Linked DNA regions of Drosophila melanogaster: region 1 is linked to region 2. The links are chromatin contacts, called in public Hi-C maps. All regions are on one chromosome and are shown on one strand. The core of a region is the stretch at or near the end of the contact, and the rest is flanking DNA. Distances in the headings are between cores, read along the strand shown.

The links. Hi-C and Micro-C count contacts between places; a contact is called where the count stands out from the background.
Region 1: a contact with region 2 is called in a Hi-C map of the OSC cell line, with 4 times the contacts expected there. A contact is called at or near these places in 3 of 107 Hi-C or Micro-C datasets (the OSC cell line, eye imaginal disc and wing imaginal disc).

The regions. Positions count from the first base shown.
Region 1 is chr2L:3,767,748-3,775,439 of dm6, reverse strand. It overlaps bowl (brother of odd with entrails limited), which reads right to left and starts at 3,740. Exons shown (of 4, transcript NM_164557.3): 1 at 3,567-3,740; 2 at 2,746-2,979. lncRNA:CR43704 (long non-coding RNA:CR43704) reads left to right here and starts at 4,986. Exons shown (of 1, transcript NR_073712.1): 1 at 4,986-5,514. It overlaps CG43707, which reads right to left. Exons shown (of 19, transcript NM_001273077.2): 17 at 7,588-7,692; 18 at 7,363-7,504; 19 at 5,915-7,300. The coding sequence ends at 7,249.
Region 2 is chr2L:3,351,493-3,359,052 of dm6, reverse strand. E23 (Early gene at 23) reads left to right here and starts at 4,224. Exons shown (of 9, transcript NM_205900.2): 1 at 4,224-4,579; 2 at 5,339-6,577. The coding sequence starts at 5,661. CG8838 reads right to left here and starts at 1,407. Exons shown (of 1, transcript NM_134925.3): 1 at 435-1,407. The coding sequence starts at 1,303. The coding sequence ends at 632. It overlaps GramD1B (GRAM domain containing 1B), which reads left to right. Exons shown (of 10, transcript NM_134926.4): 10 at 1-413.

The DNA of each region.
Region 1 (7,692 bases), core at 2,491-4,990, 420 kb before region 2:
GAGGTAGGCAGGCGATCTTCCTGCGCAGCCTTGTCTATAATTTTCTTGATTAATATCCATGAGATTTACACATTTGGAGTGCTGGCCAGAACCCTGCACCTCAACCCTCCGCCACCCCCCGCGTTCCTGTGTGTGCTGGCCATTAATTTAAAAAGCTTTGCTAATTTCGCGGGGAAATCTGGAAACGAACAACTGCTAATGAAGTTTTATGGGTTCGGGAATGCAGCTGCAGCAGGATTGATAATGTCGTTAGCATAAATTGAAAATGCTTTCAAGTTACGACCAAAGATTTGTTATGATTAAAGTATGGAGCACGCGGAGTGAGCAAGAATATCCACCAATGGATTTTTATTAAATGATAAATGGCGAGCTGCAGATAACCAGATTCCTCTGGTTGCTGAAATAAATATTTTTTTTTGAATTGAAACCTTCTTAGGATTAACTGAAGTTCAGACAGTTAGTTCCTAAAATTGAATTATTTCGGCTTAACTTTGACTCTTTCTAATCCCTCTTGAAGTAATCCACTTTGAATGCTAAGCCGATCTTCGTATAAATTCTATTGTCATATTGTGCTGCTCCTTTCATTCGAACTAAATCCATTCAAAAATTTCACCCTTGAATAGAACTCTTAAGATCTTTTGTTGGTCGGATTGCTACTTTTTCAGGCAATCTATTGTGTTATAATTTCAATGGGTCAATTCTTATTTATTGGAAGAGTTTATGCTAATAAGTGTAGAAGCACTAAGACTATGATTTATTAATTCAAATGCAATTGGATTATGCTAATTGCACACAAATCTTGGTACAAATTATTTATATATTTTTTTCTTCGACAACTTTTGGAACCCAGCCCAAAACTAAACATGTAAACTGATAATCACCTTTCCGCTGTCTGATTTCATTGATAGCATTAAAAATTCATATTCCCTAGACAACATCTAATTTCCCCATCAAAATTGATGAGTTCCCGTTCCAGAACAACAATAAATGAACTGGTCTATCAGGTGAATTATACACACGTGCCAAAACGAGGCGTGTCCATATAGCCATTTCAATTTAAAACCCGAATATGGCGATCCCTAACGAGCCATTGTTCTGCGGTTTTATGGTAAATCTAAATTCATCAAGTATTTTGTCACGATTTTAATTAATTTCGATTTCAATTTTCCTGCCACAAGGCAATTACCAGCAACATTTTCCCCTGCTGCTGGTGCAACCGAAAAATGATAGTTGGTGGCCCAAGATGGAGAGGAAAACCCACCCAAAGAGGTAAAGCGTAATAAACTTTTATGGTACTCCCTTTCTTATGCTAAAACTCTTTTTGGACACAAAACCAAATGGCCCATAAAGCAAGACAATGAATATCCAAAATAGATCTCCACTGAGGCGAAACAAAAGCCAATAACTTTATAGAACCGCAACCAAAAAATACAAAAAAAAAATAATAATAACTCAGACTGTGAGAGCGCGGGAGGCGTTCTACAAAAAAAAAGCTTAAAAATGAAGGAAAAAGTAAAGCATTTAAAAGAAATCAAGAGATGTAGATGACGATGATGATGATGGTCTGAGGTTGAGGCTGAATCCGAATCCGAATCGGTATCTGAACCCAACAGAAGCTTGCGGCAATTGCGTTTCCTCTTTGGCCACACGTTCTGGACAATTAAAGCCCCAGCCGAGCTCCGAATCTGAATCGAGCCAAGTTAAGACAGCGACCACGACCGAAAACCGAAAACAGAAAACCAAAAAAACCGGATTCCAAGCCGAGAAGGAGCGAAAAAGACGGCGAGAGCGACCACTGGCCACTGGCACTGGCTACAAGTGAACTGGTTTACAAAGAAAAGAAACAGAAATGAAAGAAACATGTGAAAAATCACGATCTATAAAGCCGATGCACTTAATACCCTAGGCAAAATAAGTAAATAATACTATAGATCAAACTAGAGTAGACTTGTTGAAAAAAAAACACTGGAATAAATAAGAAGCTTATAAACTATCAGCTTATTAAACTAAGTTTGCCTAAATTTCGTAAAATATATTTTTAAAACCTAACGCGATGCTTTGAAATTCTGTAAAATTAAAGTTTTTCAGAAATGTAACGTTATTAACACCGATTAATATTTTTAAATAATATTTTACAAATTGTGTACACCATTTTCAAACGAAGTACCCTTACCAAGAGCACCCATAAGAGACCCCCAGAATTCCAAGCGAAGGTTTTTCGAGTCCGGCTCGAACCGACCAACTCGAACTGAGCGCCACAGCAACAACAATGGGGCAAGCGGGTGGTTCAGGATGGTGGGGAAGTTTGCGGGGGGATGGGGGACGTACTCCACCGTGGACTGTGCGGCACCACACTGAGTTCAGTGGCAATGACAGTGGCACATGCAGTTGTAGTGGAAGCCGCTTGTCGGTCGACAGTCCGCCAACCGCCAACGTTGTTGCGCTCTCTTTCCTGTTTTTTCGCCCCGTCTCATTCTATTTGTGGAGCAGGTTTTGAGATATATCTTGGGTCTTTCTCTCTCTCTCCTTCTCTGTCTGCGTACTCGTTATATTTTTGTACTCGCTGCCTTTTTGGCCAACGCAAAAAATACCAAAATAAAAAAATAATAAACGTAATTAGCTAGCCCTACGCCACAAACAGAAAACAAAAAAAAAAACAACAAAAAATAAAACAAGTAAAAATAAGTGGTGTGGAATTTTTGTGTTCATCTGGGAAGGCAGGGCCTGTTCTCGGCGGAATCTTACCTGTGGGTTAAACAGAAGAAAGCCCCAGGCTCTTTGGGCTTTATCTTTGCGTCCTAAAGTATCCAAGTAGTTGTTTCAATATGATTTTGCTGGTTTTTTGTCAGTTTGTAAGCTTTGAAATGCTTGGCATTGTTTTTGGTTTTTAAAGTAGTAATTTATATCATTTAAGTGGCACTTGAATTGTATGTTGTTTTTTCTTGTTGTATTTGTTTGAAGACTTCTGTTAATACGATTCTGTGAATTTAAAAGTAAATAATTTTATTAAAATTTTCAAAATATTTGTCGGAAATTTTTTGTTATATTTTCAGGTTTGATTTTAATTTTAACAAGTATTTCACCGAATCATTCTCAAGTAAATGTATTTAAAAAAACACGCACACTAAGGGACAATTTTGAGATTCAAATCACGGCACGATCGCCCCAGGGGGTGGGGCTGAGGGGGCGGCAGGGGGGCGGTTACGGGAGCAGCAGCAGCATCAACGGCAGTCAGCTACCACAAACCACGTAGTTTTTTTCCTTCCAAAATCCACGTACAACTCGCGCACAAACACACGATGTATTTGTATCTCACAGATATGAAAACCGAACGAAGAAAAACCCGAACCGAAACCTCAACCTCAACGAACTGAAAACCGAACGAGAACGAGAGATACACGGCAGCTGAAATGTGTTTTTCTACATTTTGTTTGAAATAGGAGCTGAAGCCAGTGCAGCTACCAATTCGCTCCTCAAGTAGTCCCAAACTCTTCCCACACACAGAGTCAGTTGCAGTTGAAAAGCGCTTTTCTCGAGGCAACTGGCGATGCAACAAGTTCACTCACACACACACACACACTAGCGCTCTGGGCCCGCTCAATAAGATACATCGGCGGCGAAAGATACAGATAGATATAGAGCGAGAGGCACTCACAATGCAGTTCACTTTTCCAACAGCTATTACCAGCGATCCGCGCGCAGGTGCGTTGGCCACGATCAACTCTCGAAGACTGAGCCACGAACCCAAGAAACAGGGCCCGAATGGAAAAAGAGAGAATCGAGAGAATCGCGGGCTGAGAAATGCGTAGAAAGAGACAAGCGACGAGTAGCGAGCAGTGGCACTAAAACCAGCTTAGTGCACTGTGGAAAAAGTTTTAACAATTCTTAAATATCTGAAGAGTAAGGCTCTAATTTTCTGTAAATAACAACAGTATAAATCTATCTGCTTAAATATACTAGATAAATAATGGATGCATTTACATATTTTTCTGAATTAACTAGTAACTTATATTCAGTTTGAATATAGTACGACATTTCTTTCAGTGGAGGAGAGGAATTAAACCGAACTCAACCCAAACCCAACCGGCCGCCAGTCGCACGCTGCTAAATGGACGGATGGGCCCGTGGACGGACTTATATGGAGACTGGCACTGGCGGAGCGTGGAACGTGCATTCGTACGACGAGTTATTGTCAGTTAGAGCGCTACCTGTTTACCGACCGACTACCGACTACCACCGACTGCTTTTTTTTTTTTGGCCCAGTCGAGAGGGTAGGGTACAATTGGCCCGGGTGTTGCCAGATTGCCGTTGCTGCTGCTGCCCATGGATCGTTATGGTGGCTTCACCCGAAAAGGAGGAGGAGGGTGTAACTCTGGTAGTTCCCTGTTTATTGTTATGCCTTTTTAGTGGGGGTGTATTTTGTTCTTCGGCTTTTGTTGCGGTTTCATTTAGGGGAATGACTAATCAGAAAGCATTTTTAGGGAGGCAAGGTGATAAGGTTTCTTCGAAGAAGGGGTTGCCAAGTCGAAAGTTGGGGTGAAATAAAGTGCATTACTCACACGACTATATATCTATATTATGACAAGTTCCAATGTTCTACTGATAAGTAAATATTTATTTGGAATAATTAGTTGGTAGCTTTAGGGAAAAATATTTATACATATGTATTTAAATATACACTGATGATTAATCGGCAGCCGAGTTATACAATTCATTTATGGAAATAGGTCGTAAAACAATATAAGTCTAGAAACCATCTTATCGCCAGACTGACTTTTATTAATGGTAATTAGTCCTTATAAAAGAAGGCGAGCACGGGAACTTGGAAAAAAATAAAACATAGGTAAATGATTGATTCGAGCTAGGCTATGTAAATAGGTCTTATATTATTATAATAGACTGTAAAATTTCTATTCTAACAATCTGGCAACCTCTGCTCGCAATGCAGCATCAATGCGGTCAAGTGGTAAAAGAAAAGACGTTAACAAAAAGACCAAAAATCAGCTAGGGTCCCAAAAGTAGAGGGAGTTACGTTTCGGCCACGACGGTGATCATGGTCGTAATGATTCCGAGATGCAGAAAAGAAAAACCCGAAAAGTACCCAACAAAAGAGAGTCCGTAGCCATGTAATTAAGGTGCTGCACAGTGGAACTAAATTGTGGCTGCTGCCACTGCAAAAACAGTAAGTGGAAATGGAGATACAAAGCGGCAACAGGCAGAAGACCAGAAATAAGTGGTAGAAAAGAGAAGACGGAAAAACGGTAGCTGCCTCATAGGGCGAGCGAATTGTTATGCTAGTCGTCGTCGACTTCCCCCATCAACAACTGTTGCTCTTGCTGCACTCGGAAAATAATTTTCAGCATATATAAATAACAATAAGTAAATAAGAAATAAAATAAATAATTACCATAATTGGTCTCCCTTATAATTGGATTCCACAATACATAAAATTGAAATTGACTATTGTTTAATAATAATATCTAATATCTAACCCTTACCTTGCTCTTTTTGCTTAAAATAAAGATGTACAAATAAGATATATATGCTAATGCGAACCATAAGATCGTTGTGATTTTTCTGAGTGCCCGTCGGTTGAAGTGGCTTCCCTCCTTGCATATTTTGCATCGCTTTACGATTTTAAAATAAATTACTTGAAATTTGTGTAAAACATGTGGCCAACTCGGAGTTCAGCTGGTAGTTTGTAGCTAGAGGGCCAAAAGCAACAGGTTCATTGATCGCATTCGAAATGCTTCGTTGGCCCCAGCAGGTAGCTGGTGTGTTTGATACTTTTGGGCTGGGCCTGGGACCATATCCGAATCTGAATCGGGTTCCAATGGGAATCGGATCGTTGAGCCAAATTAATGATGTTTAGATGCATTTCAATGCCCCCGGGCTGTCAGCAAGAGGCACATTTGTCATTTGTTCTTGGTATATTTTTTATTTAATAATTAAAGCTCTTATTTAGTTTTCTTTTTTCCTTTTTCTGTGTTAGGTTTTTGCTGTCTCGTTTTCCACTCGATGAGTAACAACATAAAATGGCTGACTCTTATGTATATATCATATAATCATCATAATGCATAGATTTATTATCTAATTTTTTACGCCTCGCCAAATTGGAAATCTCTATTTAAAATATATAAAATATATATTTATATATATATATTCGTTACCGTATTAATAAAAACGAAAAGAAGCTTCAAAATTGTTGCATCCTCACTCAATCTCGGTATTTGAACACTGACCCAAAAAAACAGGAAATCAGCATTTTAAAGATCATATCTTTATATGACAAAGTAACTACTGGATTCCGAATTAATCGCTATTATATTATTGTTTGACCTACTATGAACGTTGTAATGTGTGTGTGTATGCTTGTGAATGAATGTGTTTCCTAAAAAAAATCCAACATATCAAAAAGCTAACTAATCCTGGCCTATATCGTAATCGCGTCTAACTAATAATCGTTTCCAATAAGGACGAAAACCGTTGTTATTTATTATTCACAAATTGTTGTGCTCAATGCGATGGAAGCAGCTATGGAAAATGGGAATAATCTTCTTCGACTTTGATAACGACTTTTCGAACTGTTACACTCTGATAAATCTGTAATTTTGGTCTCGCTTGAGCTATTTTCGTACTATTTTATTACCCTTTCTGTAAATAGACATTTATCTAAAAAACATTTGCCTTGCCTTTGCCTGGATTTGAGCCATTGAATACCTAATCATTGCAATTTGAATTTGGATTTAGCCTAGCCGAATTCTATATACATTAGACAATCAATTTGGTCTGCTGTACGATCATTTCTCTCATTTTTTGTGTGGCTAAATATATTCTATGTATATAAGTGACAAGACAACCTCACTAAACATAAGTTTTGTATATATATATATATATGTGTATATATATGTATGTATGTATATATGCCATTTGTTGTAAGCTATATAACAAGAATACACACCAAAAATGTCCTATCGTATTCCTCTATATTTGTATATATTTGTGTATGTACGCCTTGTTCAAAATAGTTTTAAACCCGATTTGAATGACCGACTAAATTCCTTGGACTATGCAATCGCCTATGCCTAAAACTAATTGGTTTGCTTGGCTTAAGTTCTAAGTGTTGTTGGTAGTACCCGTACTAGTGTCGAACAAGTCAAGTCGTCCCCTCTAATCCATGAAGTAGCTAAAACTGCGACGCTTAAGTCGGCTGCTCAGAGCCGATCTGGAGCGTGTCTTTAACCTTAGTTACCCGGACTTTATCCAGCGGTCAATGGAGTACTCCAGTGCGGATATCCAGCTATTGACGGAATATGGTATAAATATAAATAATTATTTAAAAATTATTGCGACGTGACATACCGCTTCTTATCCATTTCGCTTTCGGTGCAGAAGAAATAGTGACGCAATTTCGTTTCTGGTGGCACTATCTCGAACGAGTTCTTCTTGCCGGATGCATTGGCGGACATCGAGGCCACTTTGTAGCCGTGCAAGCAGGCCATGCCTAAATAGAGAAATGTCATTAATTGCTGGCCAGTCAGTCAGTCACCTGCTTTCGTGCCAGCCTCATTGTTTGAGTTGACTCACCGAATGCACTCTTGCTATTTGCATCTTGGTAAAAATAGAGGCAGGCATCCTTTAGAACGCAATATCGTTTCGACCATCCGCACCACCTTGAGCCCAATTTGAGTA
Region 2 (7,560 bases), core at 2,975-5,474:
AGTCAAGGCTATGGCCAGTAACTGCGTAACTCTATATATACACCATATATATAATCCGTATATATGGCCAAGTATTGTTAGTCTGTAGTAGTTGCATTTTAATGTACCAGAGCAAAAATAAACAAAGCAAAAGCTTGAAAAAAGCAGGAACCTGTGCGAATTGAATGTGAAGAGAAAACTAAACCGGAATAATTAAGAAAAATACATTTAGATCTAAGCTAACAAAATTTTTAAGTTGGTTAATACCACGCTAAAAACTAACTCTTGTCAAATTAATTTGGGCCCTAGCTAAATTGGCTTACGATTTGTGTCACAATTTAGGCTTATTAAACAGAACATACAAGAATAAGAGACCGAATGTTAAGCTGCAGCAATGAAAATTCTAATTTATTATAAAACCGAATAAATAAAATAAAAAAATAACGCCTTTATTTCATTTCATGACATTTTTATTCATGTGTATATAAACTAGACAATCCATATTTAAGTACATTTTCAATTTGGATCGCCTTCATGTGGGATTCAGTGCGGTCCATCACATGGAGGGATCACTGTGATTAAAGTTGTTGATTACTTGGTGCAAATTTGATTAGCTTGAATGAATGAAAATCTACTGGTATATCTATCGCTTCTAAAGACGCCATCGTTTTGAGACCGGAATCTCTGCATTGCCGAGTCGATCTGCAGACCTGGTATTTCGCATCTGTGCACCCGACTTTTCAGGCGAACTCTTCTTGGTCTTCGTCTTGCTCAGCGTACTGGCATCCTTAGCTGTAGATTCTGCCCTTCTGGGAGAGAGGGGTTGTCGCTTCAACTGAGTGGAACTGGTCTTGCCGAGCTTTGGCTGAGCACGGAATGATCCCTGCCCGGCTACTTTCCTTTTGCGAGGCTGAATGACGACCGTCTTGGAGGAATTGGCACTGGTCTTCTTGCTGGACAGGGAGTGCCTTGGCGACACGGTCTTGGTCTTGCCTCGTCCATGGGACATCTTCTCCACCAGCTTCTTAATTGCGTTCTTCTCGCTCGGTGGCTGGATCTTAAGGAAAGTGTGTTTCTGGGTCAAATGCGCGGCAGTAATGGCATTTGCCGCTGGCGGAGACATCAATTCCAGTGTTTCTGGCAAGGGAAACTCCATCGGACTTGGTTTGTATTTGAAAGGTTTCTTTCCGTCGGCAGCTCCACGTGCTGCTTTAGGCCGACGAACTGGCGGAAGATTTCCATTCAGTTCCCTGCGCAGCCTGATGTGACGTTCCACCATCAAATCGAAGATGGAGACTATCGGGGTATTCAGCATGGACGTCATCGTGTTTAAAACAGAGTAAAAGTTTGGAAAATTCTTTGAATGTTTAGTGATAAATGTGTAATGGGGTGTTTGTACTGCTACAAACTGAGTGGGTGGTTGGAAAATGATTTCTCCATGAACATGTGATCTGACGTATTGGGCAGAGGTATTTTCTTAAAAATTTTGAATCCTTCGTAAATTACAATTATTTAAAGACGCATTTTAAAGCTAAAGACGTATATGCCATATATATACACAAACGCTGACAAAATATTTGCATACTTATAGGCATGTAACTTTAATGTTATAACTTACGTATTGCGATCGTAAATTACAATTATTTAAAGACGCATTTTAAAGCTAAAGACGTATATGCCATATATATACACAAACGCTGACAAAATATTTGCATACTTATAGGCATGTAACTTTAATGTTATAACTTACGTATTGCGATCGTCTTGTTGATAAATCTTGAGTAACGTAAAGTACAATTTTTAAGCTTATAAAGTATATGTGCAATAGATGATGTAAACTTTAAAATAAAGTCGATTTTTTATATTTATCCTAAGTAATCGTATATCCAAAGCGACAAAGTCTAGCAAAAGAAATGGCGACCCAATTTCGATAGCCCTGCTTTATTTCCCAACTCAACCAAGTTCAAAATCCTAAAATAAATTCACATGACGCCGAATGGCATGAGTAAGATCACCGACTTTGTTTATTCCGCTTCTTTTGTTGCATTACAGCTCTCTCCTGGGCAATATCAAGAAAGCCAACCTGACTGATAAGAGTTCAAGTTCATTAAACCGCATAAAAATCAGGAACAATTCGTGCAAAATTTGGGGGCCTTTTCAACGGTTCTTCGATGTAGGGAAGTAAGTATATATTATATACATACATATATGGATTTTATATTGGCCTTAAATACAACTAGGCTACATTGTTATAAAAAACTGCAATCTTCAACCTTGCCTTCTTAACTGGCTACAATTTTCAACACAGCTGTATATAATACACATACGTGTATATAGTCGACTAAGAAATTAAATTAATAGAAAATTTAGCAAATAACATACAAAATGAAAGACCAAGAAACTATTCACATTCCGACATCGCTTAATAAAATTTGTCTAGAAATTCAATATTTGCCGTACGCTCACACGTACACTTAGAAAAATGGCCCACCATACGCACTAGCACACATCAGAAGAAGAAAAGAGCAAATTAAGGAGAAAAAGAAAGAAAATAAGAATCTTATCAGCGGTAGAACAAAAACAAAGTTCAGTAAAAAAAACGAAACAAAAACAAAAAGAAAGCCACCAGAAGTCGAGAGCAACAACAAATTGGCTGTGTGTTTTTTCAAGGTTAAGAGCAAGTGCGTGTGCGTGAATTGGTGCCACTGTATGGGTGTCTCGCACATTTTGCACATTGTGCGTATAAATAAAAAACAGTAACAACAGTAAAACCACCAACACAGCAACAGGAAAAAATAATTTTTTTTATAGAGAGCCGAGAGCTACGCACCGAAAACGAGAAAAAAACATAGCGGCAACTTGGCGACTTATTCGCTCCAAGTTTATGGCAACACAATAAACTTAATAATTTCGCTGCAAACTGAACAATCATCATTATTTAGGCCTAATATGCAATTGTGCGTTATTTTCCATCTGATTTGGTCAACGACCCAGCGCAGGTGACACATTTTAAGGCTTATAATTGTATTATCGTTCCAAGTTCTAAGTGTAATCTCCTCCTCCCTCGTTTTCCCCTTACCGCCCTCTGGCCACCCACGCACACAATCGTATCCGCGGATTGCACGCACACACGGTTCGTATACGCATTCAAATTGCGTATACGCAGCGGTTACCCTCGAGTTTAATGACTGATAAGATTGGAAAGCGGGCATTTGCCTAACAGCATTAAGAAGAAATTATGAAGCGAATCTTCTAGAGACTTAATTTGTTTTAATTGTACCCTATTAAAGGCTCGCAGACCAACAAATATTTTATTGTCAACTTTAATTTCAAGTACTTAAAAAAAGGTATAGAAAATTTCATTGTTGATCCAACTCCTTGATAAGTACAATATAATTTGTAAAGAAGAAAAATTGCCTTCAAAAGATATCGAAACGTAGGACAGACTCAAAAATTAGTAAAACTTTTTGTTTCGCGAGACACATTAAATCGCCCGAAAACCGCTTGCTACTCCAAAAACGTCTCGAAACTTGTTGAATGACTTCTGGGTTGCCAGCCAAGACCTTAAATTTCTATCACCAAGTTGAAATTCGAGATCAGTCAAACTAAATAACCAACTTTTATTGGTTCGCTTTATTTATCAACGAAGATTACCAAAGTTCGTTGGGAACTGAATATGGATAACAAAATGTTGAGCCCTGTTACTGTTAGGGAACAGCAGGGGAAGTGATCTCGCTGTAAGCCCATAACATTTGTAATGCAATGTACGCAGAGATAACTTAACATTCATGTAATAGAAAGAGAGCAAGGGAGAGAGACTGCACTTAAAAAAATATAACTACTTATTACTATAATTCGTATTAAATAGTGTTTACACAAAAGAAGGCCAGGGATTTTTAATTTTAACGTAATCAATTATTTCTTAACTTACTTTATAAAATTTTAACTTTATCATCTAATTTTTTAATTTTTATCATTTTTCGATACTGCAGAGATATCTCTTACATGCCTTCTGAATGCAAGCCATAATTTGTTTGGTTTTTCATTCCTCGACTTAAAACATACACCTTAGGGCGATTTTTCTCGGTGCAAGCTCCATACGCACGTGTGGTGATCGTAGGCGGCGAGAATGAGTGTGGGGGGAGAGTGCGCGAGAGCGAGAGCGCGAGAGAACGGGAATGAATGAGCGGCGACTTTTGGAGCGCTGGCGCAAGCGTTTAGCTTTAACGGTCCGCGATCAGTTCAGTACGTTCAGATCAACGGGCGCCGTTGGATGTTTTCTTCAATGTTGAAGCGCGCCGAACTCGCGTTGTGTGGAAAAGCGGAATAGCTCTCTGTTTTTCGTCGTGTTTCTACGTTACTTTACTTTTCGTTCGATCTGTCCGTGTTTCGTTTCGGCTTTATAAATCGAGTAATTCCCCATCCAATAATTAACACGCGTGTTATCAAAAATGTTTACAAGAAACCTACATATGTTCAATAAGTAAGCCGAAAAAAAAAGGCAAAGAAATCATTTAAATTGCAAAAAAAGTGCTGACGATTTTTAATATCAAATTCGAAAAAGCAACAAAGAATTTTATTACCTTCCTTCGCTTTTTGGGTGCGTTGTTATTGCAATTACTGCATTTACCTTATATTATATGTTGTTCAAACACACTGAAATCGCTAAAAATGAAAACTGACGTTTTGCTCTGGCGCTTTGTTTCGCGCGGGCTAATTGACAAATATAACAAAATTCGCCAGGCGTCTCCACTTCTCTCTGATTCTCCCCAATTCTCACCGATATTCTGCGATTCCTTTTCATTATCTTTTTCTGTGCCGGTGGCAGTGCATATAGGAAATTGTCGGAAAAGTTCTCAAGCCAAAAAGCTGTGTAGAATCTGAGTTTTTGAGGAGATTCCTCGAAGTCGAGGCAAACATTTTCAAGTTTAAATAAATTATTAAAATTGCAGAACGTTTTTACGAATTAAGTGAAGCCTGAAATGAAGTGAATAGTTTCGGTGAGAGCTGGCGAGCATCTGATTCCAGTGAATAACAGAGATATCGCATGAATAACGCGTGAATAATTAGCACTGCAACTTGAATAAGCAACGAATTCCTAGTAACAATAAATTATAAATTGAATGCAATTCACTGGGATTGTGCAGCAAAAAGCAAACTGCTCATAATAATAAAATCATCACTTTGTTTCCGTGCTTGCCTGACTTTTTACCTTCCGACATCATTGTCGAAAATGTAAATAATTTTGTGTATTCATAATCATGTAATCTCTTAAATCTTAAAATTATATCACAACTTGTTTCACTTGGCTTACATATTAATTATATCTGTACTCTTCTCTGCTCTTACTATATTACAGTCGGCCACAACTCGGGAAAAGAAAAGAAAAAGGAGGCAAGCCAGACAAGCCAGGGAATTATGAAATTTTAAAGAAATCCCCAAAAAAGCCAAGTTCCCAGAGCCGCAAAATATGTTTAATGCATTAAAATAAACGAAACGAAACGAAACGTGTTTAAGGCGAGTGCAGGCAGAAGACGAGCAAAAAGTTGTATACGCATATACACATAGATATATTTAAACAAGATTTACATTTAAAATCCCCCCAATACACACGTACGTATATTTAAAACTGTGGCGGCAACACCAACAACATCCAGCTAAGCGTTCACAAAAAGGTGATAATGATTATTTCCAAGGATCTTTTCATATTTGGCGAACAAATTTTTGCAACAATCATACCAGAAGGTGGAGCCGCGGCGCTGGCAACCCAGCAGCAACATCAGCAGCAGCATCAGCAGCAGCATCAGCAGTCGCATCAGCAGCCGCATCAGCAGTCGCAGCAGCAGCAGCAGCAACAACAGCCGGCAATTATAAATTCAACAACGACGACGGCCACTTCGTTGGTAATAAACTCGACAGCAGGAGCAGCTGAACAAGTTGTAGAGGAGTCATTAAAAGTAGCAGCAGCAGCAGCAGCAGCAACAACAACAACAACAGCCGCAGCAGCAACAACACTACCAGCTAAACAGGAAACAGTTGCAGTTGCTGCCGCCTGTGTTGCTCCTCGCAAATTGGCAAAAATTCAGAAAATTCCAAAGGAACCCGAGGAGCTCAAAGCCAAGAAAAAGGCAAAGTGTGAGGCAGCAGCAGCGGCGACTCATTACGAAAAAATGCCAATGAATTTGATGATCGTGGAAAGTGTTGAGGCAGTCGATATGGGATCATCGGACAATGACAACGAGACAACGGAGCAGGTACCGTTGGTGAGTGCCAGCCGTCGCAATCTGGCCAAAATAGTGGCCGACTGCCGCCTCCAGATCGAAGTGGAGCCGGCAACATCGGCAGTGGCCGCAGCAGCAGCAGCAGCAGCAAGCGTTGCATCCCCGCCTGCAACATCGGATGCGACAGCAGCGACATCGGTGGCCAGCAGCGACTCCTCTGCCTCATCATCAGCATCTTCGACGTCGTCGTCATCTTCCAGCTCAACGTCCTCAGAATTTACGCACACATCACAGACAACGATACCAAGTACGGATAATCTAACGTCATCCAATGGTCTGGCCAATATAGGCAAAAGCATTTTAGTTGATGCCAAAAGGTGAGTGTTCAATCAGCGTTGACCCAATTTCCGAGCCAAGCTCGTACCTACATAAATTCAGGTGTGTGTGTGTTATGTTTTGTTTTTTTTTTTTGTGTCCGCACTGATTGCATGCAGACTTCGTCTTAATAAGGAGGGGAAAGTGGAGGCGATCCAAGGGTAAATCAGGATTTTTCCAAAAAAAAAAAAAAAACAGTTCTCCGGATGAATATGTGGCGTTTCCAACCGGTTGCATTCGGTTGACAGTGAGTTGCAGCTCGTTTTGTACAGTTCGAGCGGGAGCAAATTACTCCTACTCTTGGAGCTCAATGGAGAATCTATGTTCTTCTACTCTTGGAGCTCGATAGCGAATCTATGTTCCTTTTGATTGAATCGGTTCGTACTCAAGCTGTCAAGTTTGCTTTCAAAGTCAGCCATCAATTGCGATATACTTTTGGCTGAGCAGTTTTAGCCTGCCCTAGAATTTCAATTACATGAAACAGTGTGCCTTTTCGTTATCAGATTTTTAGCAGGCAGTGTAGGCCCGAACACTTTTGCAGTATTAATTGATTGCCCATCGGCTCGAAAACTCGTTCTAGAACTGAAGCTTCCTGCCACTAACTAGGGTATCACTCAGCACGTTGGGGATATCCCCTTCGGCAAATCCGAAAGGCAGCCGTATCTGCTTAATTACATCTCACAAGCCGAGTGGGGGACACCAAGCGCTTCGTTAGGTGGAGTACAAAAGGGGGTCAAAGTGGGGCTGCAGCAACACTCACGCCTTCACAGGGAAAACTGACCGAAAAGGTTCGAAAAACAGAAAAATTCATGGACTTTCGCATTGAAAAGTAACTACAAAGCGAACTGAGTTCTCTGCAAGGATCAGGTTTTTGCCTGGGAGCAGCTCGACATGGCAGCCACTTCCCATCTTTGTTGCATTTAAGGGGAGACCTGCACACGCACGCACACACACACACACACACACACACAGTGTTACAGTGCAT